Linked DNA regions of Zea mays: region 2 is linked to region 1. A link is a contact called in public Hi-C data. All regions are on one chromosome and are shown on one strand. Each heading gives the region's core, a stretch centred on a gene start, on an enhancer-like site or on the middle of the called end of the contact. The rest is flanking DNA. Distances are from core to core; before and after follow the strand shown.

The links. A called contact is a pair of places that touch in the nucleus more often than the background predicts.
Region 2: a Hi-C map of tassel shows a contact between it and region 1, with 2.1 times the contacts expected there. The contact joins the promoter of LOC100285363 here to the promoter of LOC100279978 in region 1. A contact is called at or near these places in 2 of 25 Hi-C or Micro-C datasets (bundle sheath and tassel).

Annotation. Positions count from the first base shown.
Region 1 is chr9:13,941,518-13,947,955 of Zm-B73-REFERENCE-NAM-5.0, reverse strand. It overlaps LOC100279978 (Serine carboxypeptidase K10B2.2), which reads right to left and starts at 3,273. Exons shown (of 10, transcript NM_001152926.1): 1 at 2,855-3,273; 2 at 1,554-1,661; 3 at 719-814; 4 at 540-632; 5 at 360-445. The coding sequence starts at 3,125. LOC100275680 reads right to left here. Exons shown (of 6, transcript NM_001149708.2): 5 at 5,222-5,544; 6 at 3,960-4,896. The coding sequence ends at 4,325.
Region 2 is chr9:14,277,294-14,284,033 of Zm-B73-REFERENCE-NAM-5.0, reverse strand. It overlaps LOC100285363 (hydrophobic protein LTI6B), which reads right to left and starts at 3,120. Exons shown (of 2, transcript NM_001158255.2): 1 at 2,831-3,120; 2 at 2,355-2,757. The coding sequence starts at 2,926. The coding sequence ends at 2,626. It overlaps LOC103637972 (ABC transporter C family member 13), which reads left to right. Exons shown (of 36, transcript XM_008660967.3): 30 at 36-128; 31 at 254-364; 32 at 437-598; 33 at 674-861; 34 at 1,006-1,195; 35 at 1,362-1,529; 36 at 1,845-2,197. The coding sequence ends at 1,925. LOC100382549 reads right to left here. Exons shown (of 2, transcript NR_159452.1): 2 at 4,874-5,082. It overlaps LOC103637973 (a long non-coding RNA gene), which reads left to right and starts at 6,577. Exons shown (of 2, transcript XR_004852551.1): 1 at 6,577-6,645; 2 at 6,739-6,740.

The DNA.
Region 1 (6,438 bases), core at 2,024-4,523:
TATAATTCTGGTTGATATAGTTCAAAATACATCTCAATACAGATTGGAGCCAACTATCAAATACGATCCTTTGATAATCAATAAAGCAAAACCAATGAGGAAACATAACAATACTAATTAGGATAACATATATAAGTGGGTAGCAGACAAAGGTCAGTCAACCATTGCATTAGCCCAACATACTAATTAGGATAACAATACACTTGATTTGCAAATCAAAAGTTCAAGGTTCTTTTATGACAAGGACATAGGACACAAGGGACAACAAAAAACTTCAAAGTAAATTATAAATATAACAAGAAATATCTAATTTAGTTGGTGGTATTGGAGAAGTAAAGGCAAAATTACCAAAAACATACCATATAGCCCTTTAGATTAATTGATTTGTCACCAGTAGCCTCATGGTGCCTTTTTATGGCTTGAGCCAGTTGAGGAACATAGTGACCTAACCAAATTGGAGTTCCATCAAAGTTTTGCCATGTTTTTAGAAAGAAAAAAATAGTTGTTAATACACAGAGAATTTCATAGAAGGTACACACCAGCATAACTCTCCCCTGTCAAATAAAATTCGCGTTCCTTGTATTGAGGAAAGCGTTCAAGCCACTTCAGTAAGAATGCCAATGAATCCGTGGCTGTAAAATATTGAGAGAACCAGTGAGAAAATTCTAATAAAATTTCTTTCAGGGCCAGGAATACAATAGTGCAGGGACTACAGTACCAGTTCTTGCATCCCCATTTTTTAAAGCATCATCAGAGGTGTTTGAATATGAGTAACCAACACCAACAGGTGAATCAAGGAACAGTAAATTTGCAACTGCAAAACGAAAGACGTTATTAACAGATCTGTCCTTGAAGTAATGAAGTATAAAGGTGGGTTAAACAGTGTATAAGAACTGATACGCTACTCTTTTTCTTGTATCAAATGTCACACGGCTATCCTGACTTGTTCGATAGAAGAAGAAGAAAAAAAGACCATGTAAGCTTAGCTATAGAAAAATCTTAACAGTTTTGCTAAAAAGGAAAGTTCTAAAAAGAATGGAACAAGAGTTTTATCCAATATGGTTATCAGAACTTAGAAAAGGTTCATGAATCAATGGTCAAGTTGCACTTTGCATCTAACAGAACTGAAATCAACTCCACGACTAAAGGCAAGAATTTGTGCTAATAAGGTTGAGCTTAAGGAAAGATTAAAATCCAGGGAAAAAATTAGTTGGCAGGCATACTCGAAAAACCGTTCTTTCTTCTTTTTTTCATGTTCATCTTTTCACAGTTGTGATCCTTCCCAGATTGTATATACAAGCCTACCAGTTTGCTTCACAAAAAAGCAAAGGCTAAGAATGCTAAGCTACTGCGAAATGTAGTAAACTGCTGCCTAACTGAGGTTAGTTGTATAATAGAAAAAAAATACAATTTACTGACAGTATCAACAATCCAACAATCCGTGGAGATCGGAAACAAAAGTGCAAAGAAAAAACACATAACAACACATGCAGAAATTAAAAACGGAAAACAGTAGTATTGTTTGTGAACATATTTGTTTAATTGGATGGTACCTTTGTTCCAAGAATAAGGATTGACATGGACCCCCTTCCCATCTGCGTTAACATGGAAAGGTCCTACTTCTTCTCCAAGTCCAAAAGCAATGGACGAGCATCCAGGCCCTGAAAGATTTACATGAAGTAATTTAACTGATATATTGTGCTACCGTACAACAGATGAACTTCAGTAAAGAGAAACATATCATGGACCGGATAAGTCTACCAATAACCCAATGGTAACCTGTTGCCTACTAGTTCTACTTATATATGGTGGAGCAGCTCTGTCGATCTAGGTGATGGTCCTCGCAAGATTGGTTTCAATTCGCTGGTGATCCTTGGAGCTTGGGATATTTGGCAACACCGCAACGATTGCGTCTTCAAGGGGATCTCTCCTAATTTGTATAGTGTGTTAGGGTTGGCCGACGACGACCACACTCTGTGGTGTATGGCTGGGGCCAAGGGCCTTTCCATGTTGTTAGCTTTCGGGTGTGTGGGCTGTGGACCTGTCCTTTTTCTTTCTGTTTTCTTCTATTTATGAAATGATAAGCAGGTCTCCTGCGTGTTTGAGAAAAAAAAAGTTCTACTTATATATAGCTTAAATCTAATGCTCACGACCACCAACTCATGTAGCTTTATTAAAAAACGACAAATTAGATCACGATCTAGAGATCCAACTTGCTTGCATGCTTGCACAGTCGTCATTCAGAGAGAGAGTTGGGTGAAAATTAAAAGAGCTATCCAGACAATGGATACCCCTTTACTAAAGTTTAGTTAGTATCACATAGGATGTTTAAATGTAGTCTAATTACACAAATGAACATATGATAAGTAAATGTTTATTGTAGCATCACATGAGTGAATCATGGACTAATTAGTTTTAACAGATTTGTCTTGTCGTTTAATCCTCGTCTCTCTCTTTTTCTATTAAAGTTTAATCTTGATCGATGTAATTAGTTTTGTAATTAGAGTATATTTAATACTTGATCTAAACTTACGGCCCCCAAGCTAAATCCTAGTCCTGGCAAGAATGAGGGTACCACAAGCATCTGTGCATGTACACACAGCGCACGCAAGGCATCACTCTCGGCTCCCCTGTTAAAAAACAAGCTGGAGACCACAGGTCACCTACACCGAAGTCCGAAAATCCTTGGTTGCCCGATCCCCCGCAACCTCAATCAGATGATTAGTCCACAGATCTCCCCCAAGTACCCATCAGACCCAAACAGTCATCACAGTACGAAACGGATCGCGAAGCGAAGCACGCAGCAGGCGGGCGGGTGATAAGGTATGGGTACGTAGGTAGGTAGCGCACGCACCTCCGTTGAGCCAGAGCACGAGGGGCTTGGACCCCGGGTCCTTCTCGGCCTCAAAGAACCAGTAGAAGAGCGCAGCGCCGCGCTGCTCGCTGACGGTCACGTACCCGGCGTACTGCGCGAAGCTGGTGTTGAAGGCCTGCCCCGGCACCCGCGGCACCCGGTCCCGCGCCTGCTCCTCCCGCCACCTCCCGTCCCCGGCGGCGGCGGAGGCCACGACGACGGCGACGGCCAGTAGGAGGGCGGGCAAGAGCACTGCGGATCGGTAGGCCATCGTGGGCGACGACTCCGGCGCGAGGTTAGCGGGTAGCAGAGGAGCAGTGGCCTAGCTGGTAGTACTAGTAGCGGCCAATCAACGGCGCTCGTGCTCTGAATTCGTATTCATTCATTCATAATAAAAACTCCGCACGGGAACCGTTGCGGTTAAGGTTGGGTGAAGCGCAAGCGAAGTCTGCGAAGCGAAACTGAAAGAGAGGAAAGTGTGCGGCTAGCTGGCGGGACACGCGAGCCGCCGCCCGTGAGGCTATCCTCAGTGCCATATCTTTGATCTATAATCCTTTAGTCGTCAAGATTCCTTACTTTATATTATAATTTTCCACACTACCGCTATATATATATTCCTTCTATATCAACTATTAATACATATTTTATTCATTCTAATTCCACTATTATATTTTTTCCTTTATATAACACACGATTTCTTGCTATGGTCAATACTAGTATCATAACGATTTGCACGCGCTATAAATATAATTGATGAAATACTGTAGCTACGCAACTATGCCGCGAAATATATAGCGTATACAACACTGCGATCTGGTCCCGTGAGCGGGGTGACAGACTTGCAGTTGCAGGTGAGGAACTAGCATGATGATGTGTTTGGTCTTGGGTGCGGATCGTGTGATTATGTTGGGTGGAGCGCGGCACGGCCCGGCACGCCAACGCCATCAGCCCATCACGTGCACACCAAGCCACGGTCTATTTTGGTTTGACATGATTATAGTCGCGTAAAAATTAAAAGCCAACCTAACAGACCCAAAACTAAAAACGGGACCGAGTGTTTGAGTTATGGCACAAAATTAACAACGAAACTGAGTGGTTATGAGTTATGACAGATGAAAACATTACATTCACGTCAATCTGGAACATGTCAATCTGAAAACCTTACGTTCATGACAGATCGAAACAACCTTTATATACACGTCAATCAGGAACATACAGGGTACCAGTGGAGGTGCCGCCTGAAAATTAAGCTCAGAAGTTTTGCGTGGGACACGATTGAGTTAAAAGAACCAACGAACATCTCAATTTTTCCACTACCCATTTCAGTCGCGAAACACACAGCTGGGGCAACCTACCGAGTGTCACATTTACAGGGCGGGGAACTGGTGCACCAGAATACAACCTACCGGATTTCTTATTGCTTGGGTACAATCTTTACAGCATAAGGGCGCGAGGTCTTGACTTCCAGCTTCAGTTCTCTGTACCCTCTGGTATCTTGAAGAGGAACTGTGGTAGCGAGGCAATGCGGGGGAGGTTAGTCAGCAGCTCCCCAAACGAATCCTTTCTTGACATGGCTGGTAGATTGGTGGCATCTGTAGGTTTCCCAGTTGGTGCAGAGCTGAATTCTTCGTCGGAACCATCCGAGGCTTCAACACCGATGCTGTCGCTGTCATTTGGCTCAGGTTTTGGTTTGGTAACCGGCACTGTGTCTTTCTGAATCAAACAGCAGAGGGAGTCCACCCTGGCCATCAGTGATCTCTCGTCTGAAGCAGAAACCGGTGGGCCTTGTGTGTCACCAAGAAGGTACTGAGCAATCCCCTCAAGTGTTTCTTTGGTCGGCACCTCGTTGTTGGCCAACGCCGGATTGCCTGAAGTGATCTGCTCTGAGATGCAGTTGCCTAGGTGGTTCACAAAATCATCCACAGACATCGATGGTCTAAGCCCAGGCACCTTCAATTGACTCCACCAGTGGGGAATAGTGAATTCTGGTGCTGCACCATTCACATTTCTGCCAACAGCTTGTACACCTACAGCACCAACTCCTGTAAAAATGCCTGTGGGGTTAGAAAGAGTAATTAAAATATTTGCAGATGTATCTTGTGATCATGTGAAACACCTTGAAATTTTGATTCGACGACAGGAGAGGATTAGAGAATGTGCAGGCTAGCACATCAGCCATATATTCAATCTTAGATATGCATCTAACGAAAGAACTAAAGCAAATCATGTACATGGTTGCCTCACATACAGATAGGGGGCACTTATACTTTAAGGTGCTGATAAGCAGAGCAGTAAGGCAGCGCAACTCGCAACGTGCTGCGAGAGCGGAAAGGAATGAAGAAGATGCCATCACAGGATTTAAATTACCTGTTCCTACTGTCTGAGAAAGATATTCAGCTGTCATTCCAATGGAATCATTGTTTTCATTCTTAGCAGATATGGAGGAACCAGCACATGGTGACACCGGGCCTGAATAGCCAGGTAGAGCCTCATGTTCATCTTTCAAATTAGTAAACCCAGCACATTTTGATTCAACCGGATCCTCAAATATTGAGCTCCTAGGTTCAAACAACGCAGAGTCTAATGTGATTTCCGGTTGTTGACTCAATTGATATAGCCGCTGATCACACTGAATAAGCTTCTCAAAATTCTTGCTCAACAAGGTTGAAGGGCACTGCAGAAAATGCCGCCTGCAAACTTTTGAATAATCAGAATACTGAACAAAGGAGTAGAGGCTCAACTAGTATAAATGGTGCTCTGTTATAAACCAATGTTCTGAGTAGTAGACGATACCACTCTGTTATAAACTTATAATCAAAGTTCAGTGTCATAGATAATACCATGGACCATATCTTTACTAAATAGGTACCTGGTTCCGAAAAGCTACATTTGAATGCATGCCAACATACCTTTTCCCTTCCCCTTATGCGGTGTGAAAGTCTATATGGATTATTTTAGAGCCCAGAGAAGAAGGACAATCTAACAAGGCTGTCTCCAGCAGCCTCTCTATCCCACTGTCTATTTAAAACTCCACTTTGTAAACAGTGCGGTCTACAGTGCAAAACAGTACTTTGCACGCCCATATACACAAACCTGCTGGAGATAGCCTATTTTTTGCCATCTTTACGAGGTGGATGGCAAACAAAATGCCATGTCAGTGACTGGTTATTTAGTGTCATCCGTAAAGATGGCAAATAGTTAAATGTCCTGAGGAAGACTGGATGAGGTCCTATGATGCACATAAGTGCATCAGTAACTGTACATAGTACGTGGCCATATAATCAGTGACAAAACATAAAGGATAGAAAGACAAAATCTTTCTTTTTTTTTACTTGAAACAGTGATAATGTCTCCTTATGTTAATAGATTTATAAGTGGCTCCTAAGCAGATTGGATCTAGATATGATACAACTCAAGTCAAAGTGATCCACAACTAAAGAATTTATCCCTTAGCAATACAACTAAAACAAACAATTTTAAAATGTGTCCTACAGTACCTAACTGCTCCCAAAAGGGGCAATCTGTTCTAATAACAAACATGAGCCAGAAACTTAGTGCTACAGAATCCCAGGTAAGCATCATAA
Region 2 (6,740 bases), core at 1,871-4,370, 340 kb before region 1:
TAATCAGGCACTGCAGTGACGAGCAAACTGTTCAGTTGTTGGCAGGTTTTATCATTCTGTTTATCGCCATGATGGCTACTATCAGCTTCCATAGCAGTTCTCTTGTCAACTTTGCAACACCTGGACTGGTAGGTTTTATTGGACACAATTGCTGACCTTGTGCTTAGGCATTTCCATCTCGATGCAAATTATAAATATAATTCTGTTCAAAGTACTAGATACAAATCAATATTAAAAATAATATATATTGCAGGTGGGCCTGGCTTTATCATATGCAGCACCGGTAGTATCATTGCTCAATGGCTTCTTAACCACCTTTACAGAGACAGAAAAGGAAATGATCTCCGTGGAAAGGGTTGACGAGGTAACCCAAAGAATCTTATACTCTTATTCATCAAGCATGTCTCTAGCTCTAATAGTTTGATGATGCTTGCAGTACATTGGCATACCTCAAGAAGAACTCCAGGGATCAGAACCTCCACCGAGAAGCTGGCCAACGGAAGGGAAGATCGAGTTTGAACATGTAACACTGAAGTACAAGCCAGAGCTCCCACCTGCTTTAAGTGACGTTTCGTTCCTTATTGCATCAGGCATGCAGGTACGATGCTTCCAAGACTTCCACTGAATTATTTTGATTTTGTGAAGGTATCCTGAAATCTGTGCTGCCTTTTAGGTTGGAATAATAGGAAGGACTGGAGCAGGCAAATCAAGTATACTGAATGCACTTTTCCGCTTAGTTCCAATTTGGAACGGCCGCATATTAGTAGATGGCATTGATTTGGCTAAAGTTGCCGTCCGAGAACTCCGTGGACATTTTGCAGTGGTCCCACAGAGCCCCTTTTTGTTTGATGGGTCTTTGAGGTAACTACTGATCCTCTTTTTCAGAGTTTTCAGGCTGGCTTTTCACTGTTTTCATGCTGACTATTTTCATGCTTGCACTGATTAGGGAATAAACAAAAAATAATGTTCAACATTCAATATTTTAATAGTGAATATACATGACAGGGAAAACCTGGATCCTTTCAATACAAAAACAGATCTTAGGATATGGGAAGTTCTTGAAAACTGCCATATGAAGGGACAGGTAGAATCAATAGGTGGACTTGACATTCATGTGAAAGAAAGCGGTGCATCTTTTTCAGTAGGGCAGCGGCAGCTCCTATGCCTTGCCCGAGCCATCCTAAAATCATCCAAGGTACGGGCTATCTTATCATTGAAGTATATCTTATAGCAGATAAACAAATGTGCAAAAGCCTAATAAAATTCATCTGGCTAATTCTATCAGTTTTCATGATGAGTTAAAAAATCTCAGTCAGAGATGATCAAATAAGTGATGTATGTAATTGTTAATGATTCTGCAGGTGCTTTGTCTAGATGAATGCACAGCCAATGTTGACAACCAAACAGCCTCCCTGTTGCAAAATACTATTTCTGCTGAATGCAAAGGCATGACTGTTCTCACCATAGCGCATCGTATTTCAACAGTGATGAAGATGGACAATATTCTAGTTCTTGATCAAGGAAAACTGGTAAGTTGCGCTACTAGGATTGACATTTTGAAGGACCATTGCAAAAACCAAAGTGGAATGTGGGAATGAACTCAGAACATATGTACCGAAATAACATTTCACAAATCACAAGAATGATATATCATAACAAATACAAATGAGGATGCCACATCTGTTCAAAATTTATGTTAAACACAGTCTTAAACCAAGTGACAGACCAAAATGGATCAACGTTTTAATTCTATGACAGACCAGGTCATGAGTATGCTTTTGTTCAAATGCCTTATTGTCCGATTAAATGTCGGAGTTATCTAACACTATGCCGCTCCACTTTAGGTTGAAGAAGGAAACCCAGAAGCCCTTATGAATCACAGACACTCAAGATTCGCTCAGCATGTCAAGGCCTCTCAGATGTGATTATGGGAGCATGGTTTCCTACTATGTTATGCTAGGCCTTTTTACTTTTTTAGAGTTAGAACTTAGACAATATTTACTATGGAGCAATGAGCTTGTAAGAACAGTTCCGAATTGACACCACTAGCTAATATGGCTAATAGAGGCTTTGACCCTCTCCGAATCATTGAACATGATGATCCCCTAGCTGTTAAAATTCCATGCTTTGTTACTAACAGGGAATGGATCTCAGAACCTGTTTCTAAACAAGTACTGTTCATAAAACCCTTATTTCATCGATTGCTTTTCAGTTCTCATGGTTTTTGTTTTGGTAAGGAGTAGCTGTATTCAAGTCTAGTGGCATGGTGCTTGATTGCTCGCTAAAAGTTAGGCAATGCAAGGATGGATTGAAATGCAAAAGGCACAACGGGCAATGAGGGAAAATGCAGGGGATTTAATAACCATCTGCAGTTTCATTTCACAAGCACAACTGAACGAGGTAGCAAAGTAACCCTAACTAACTCCACAGATCCCGCAACACCAGATCTTAGTTTATGGAATGAATCCGTCCAGATTGTCAGATTCGACATACGAATTTACAGTTTACAGAAGGCCACAGGATGGATTTAGTTTACTAAACCAAACAAAAAGATGCACACAGCACAGAGGACGGAGGTAGCAGCAGAGACACGGACCAGAGCACCACGGGGACCGGTCCATCTTGTCATGCTACGTAGACGTAGTCGTCGTTGTCGCGGTGGCGGTGGGGGTCGACGGAGCAGATGACGTACACGGCGTAGAGGACGCCGGGGAGGTAGCCGAGGATGGTGAGCAGCACACTGATCCAGAACTCCATCTGCCCAGAAAGGCAACGGGCTGTAAGAGCAGAGCAAAGCAAGCAGGGAAGGGGAGGATAGAGCGGGACTCACGGAGCAGCAGCCGTGGCGGAGGCAGACGCCGAGGGGCGGGAGGAGGACCGAGCACAGCAGCTCCAGGCACCGGCAGCAGCACGAGCACAGGCCCATCTTCTTCCTCCACCTGCGGCCGACCGCGCGCGTGCAAGTGCTGATTGATGGCGTCTCCTCCGATCCTTCCTGGCGCGCTGCCCCGCTCGCTTGCTTCGGGGAGGTGAGAGAGATTCACGGCAGCCGAGCACGGACCGTTCTTTTTTCTCTTCTCTTCGAGCGGAAGGAGAGAAGAACTCCGCACGACGCGGTATGGCGCAAGCTGAGCCAGCAATGAAATTTTTACGTGTCACACCTAGAGATGGCAATGGGTAAAAACCCGCTGGGTATTACTTGCCCAAACCCGTACCCGCGAAGAAAAAATACGCCCGCTAAAAAACCCATACCCATGACGGGTATAAAATTTTGCCCAAACCCATACCCATGCGGGTTTCGGGTACCCAACGGGTTTCCCATACCCACTAACATCAACATAAAAAATAATTCATTATGTAAATGACAATCAATACATTAATAAGCTAGCATAAAAGGAGCAAGTGGTAACTAATTTTAGCCTAAATTTTGTTACATAAAGTTTATTTCAATTAGAACATATTCAATTAGTAATATTATGAGACATATTTATAAGAAATGTTAATTTTAAGGCGGGTTTTAAAAACCCATGGGTTTGCGGGTATGGGTAGTGGAAGAACAAACCCATGCCCACGTACCCGTTGGGTTTCCGTTTGAACCCATTAACAAACCCGTGGGTAGAGAAATTGACCCAAACCCATACCCTAATAGAGCAAAAACCCACCGGGTTTCGGGTAGCGGGTACCCATTGCCATCTCTAGTCACACCAGGAATCGAGATTACGTCTAAGACATTTTTTCCGTACCTGAGCCTTTCAATCGATTTTCTAAATATAGGAGACTACATAACACAATCTTAAATCTCTAGATGATAAACTCTCATGTTTTTTTCAGTTAACCCTTTAAAGTCCCTTAAAAAATCATATTAAATAAATTGTACATGCGCTAAAAGTATCACCGTCCTATTGAGAAAAACTCTTTTAATAAAACCTGATACATTGTAAAATGGAGTTTTTTTTTCATAATTTTCTCCACGCCCCTTTCATCATTTACCCTTTAATACGTGATATTTGTTTTCGTACCCTTAAATACGTTTTCTCCTCTAAAACATATCCTTTCAACCCTTAGGAACTCTTTTTAATGTTTTCTCCCCCAGCAACCTGAAATGACGCTTCTGGCCTTCTTATATCCACATGATGCTTCGGTCGTTCCATCCTAGCCTCTCTCTCTCTCCAAAACATAAAAAACAGAGACTAACACACAGCTTCAGGCATTACAAAATGTCCATATAACAACACATAGACATGTTTGGTAGGGTGGTCAGAACCTGACATGACTAGAAACCATAGCAAGGATGGAAACACCTGGCTGGCTAGAGGAAGCCCCCAGATGTCTGTTTTCGTTGCACCTGGCCCAAAGTGGTTGCACAATTTTAGATGATGTTTGGTTTACCTAGCTATGAGATTGGCTTAAGTTGTATTGTTGTTTAGTTGCGCTGGTCAGGCCATGATTTTTGAAGATTTTTGCTAAATATTTGTGTGAAGGTGTATACCGAGCTAAGTCTCCCTTTAGAATGTGGGAATTCTTTCTGTTTCAAGTGTTTTTCCTGCAAAAATGAATTGATTCCTGTGAAATTCTTGTATGAATCCTCCAAAATTTCTGCATTCCAAAGGGACTCTAAGTTTTTTGTTTTTTGTTGGAATGTGTGATGTCTGATGTTTTCAAATCATCATTTGTACATGATGGAGCATATCACCTCAGAACTTAGCCAATCATCACTTGTACGTAATGGAGCACTCCAGTGATTCAAAGACAAATCAAGTACTAGAACAAAGATCCTAGTGAGAATGTAGATCCTAGTGAGAATGTGTAGTTGACAGGGACTGTTGTAGGATGGAAAAAAGATAGTTTCCAGCGACAACAATGGCCCAGATTTCCCAACGACAAATCAACATCCTTCTCAAAGAGCACATCAATATCAGTTTCCATCTAAGAAGTGATAGGCTGATTAGTCTGAGGACTGACTCCATTTGTTTCACTATTACTAACACTAGGCCCTCTTCCAAAATAGTAGGCGGTTGTGCATGACTAGATGTGATATTTGCTTGCTCTTCTGGATTCTTCCAAAAGCAATCTGATCCCGATCTGCAGATTGCAGGTGGTTTTACAAATTAGAATTCTAGGAGTAAACTTCAGATGCTTTTGAAGTAACAAACAAGAGAGAGAGAACAATCAAAGGCTAAGTCTTAAAACATTTTAAATCACTTCAACCTTCCAAATCTTTGTGGTCAAGCAGGAGCCATCATACCATAAACATCCAAATCTTTGTGGTCAAGCAGGATCCATCATACCATAAACATTAAGATCTCTTCAACTTAGAACCAAGGGAAAGCATAAAAAAGCGCAGAGAACCTTAAAGGTCAATAACATTGGTTGTGCAGAAGCTGTGAACCATGAGAACTTTCACTTAAGTTTAACAACACCAAAAAAAGCGGGGAAACAGCAATTGCACTATAAGTTAAAGTAACACTAAGGTGAAACCGTGAAACAACAGCTATGACCTAAGCAGGGTTCGGCTAGGCGGCGGTTAGGCGGCGGCTAGGCGCGCCTAGGCGCTAATCGACGGGCTGACGCGTAGCCTAGGGGGCTGTGCGGCGTCTAGGCGGCGCTCAGCCGCGCCTCCGCGGCGAGTTTGCGGTGCGCAGGCGCCGTAGGCGGGCGCGTAGGCGGCCAAGTTTTTAGCGCGCTTAGATTTTTAGCGCGCGGCCAGGTTTTTAGCGCGCGCGCGCCGTGCTCCTCCCGCGCGGGAAAATCCCTCCTCCCAGCTGCTATCCCGCTCGGACTCCCTCCTCCCAGCGCGGCAAAATCCAGCCGCTGTCCCGATCGGCATCTCTCCTCCCCGCGCGGCAAAATCCAGCCGACAGCCGCTATAACGCGCCGGAGGAAGTGCAGCCGCCGGCCTCCCTCGTCCCCGTCGTCCCTGCTTCCTGCCAGTGCCAAGGTGAGTTCTCCTCCCCCGCCGGCTGCTCCCCTCCCTGCTCATCCCCATCCGCTAACTTGGCCTCTCCTGCTAACTTGGCCTCCCCTGCTTTCCTCCCTTGGTTTTAGCCTCTAGATCCTGCAGACTGCGGTCAAGAGAAAGGATAGCATTCTGAAACTTAAAGATGTCATCAGAAACTGCAGCTGCACCTTCTGAAACTGAAGCAGCTAGAGCGAATCTCCTAAAAAGAAATTCAGATGATGTTGGATGGGAATATGGTGTTCTTGTTGATGCTAACAACAAAGACAAGGTGAAGTGTAAGTTCTGTGACAAGGAGATGAGGGGAGGGATTTATAGGTTGAAGGAGCATCTTGCCCATGTTGGAAAGAATGTGAAGAAATGCACGTCTACAACACCGCAGGCTCTAGAGGCTAAAGAGAAGTGCAAGAAAGCAATAGAGGCTGCAAAAAGGAAGAGGGAGGAGAAGACTGTTCGTGAGCTAGAACTTAGAGAGGAAGTGAATGTATCTAGGGTTGGAGAGGAGTCAGAAGAAGTCACTTGTGTTGGAAGCTCACAGCCTCACAAATTAGGGCCAATTGACAAATGGACACGTGCTATTGATCCTACCAAGGCTGATTCATTCAAACAACAGCAGCTGAACAAGGAACTATGGAAAGAACGAGAGCATGAGGTGCACAAGTTTATTGCAAGATGGGCCTATAATCATGGTAAATTGCTAGTATACGATGCTGTTTTCACATTTTAAAATTCATGAACTGAACACATTTTAAAATTAGACTTCATTTTTTAATCATTGGCAGGA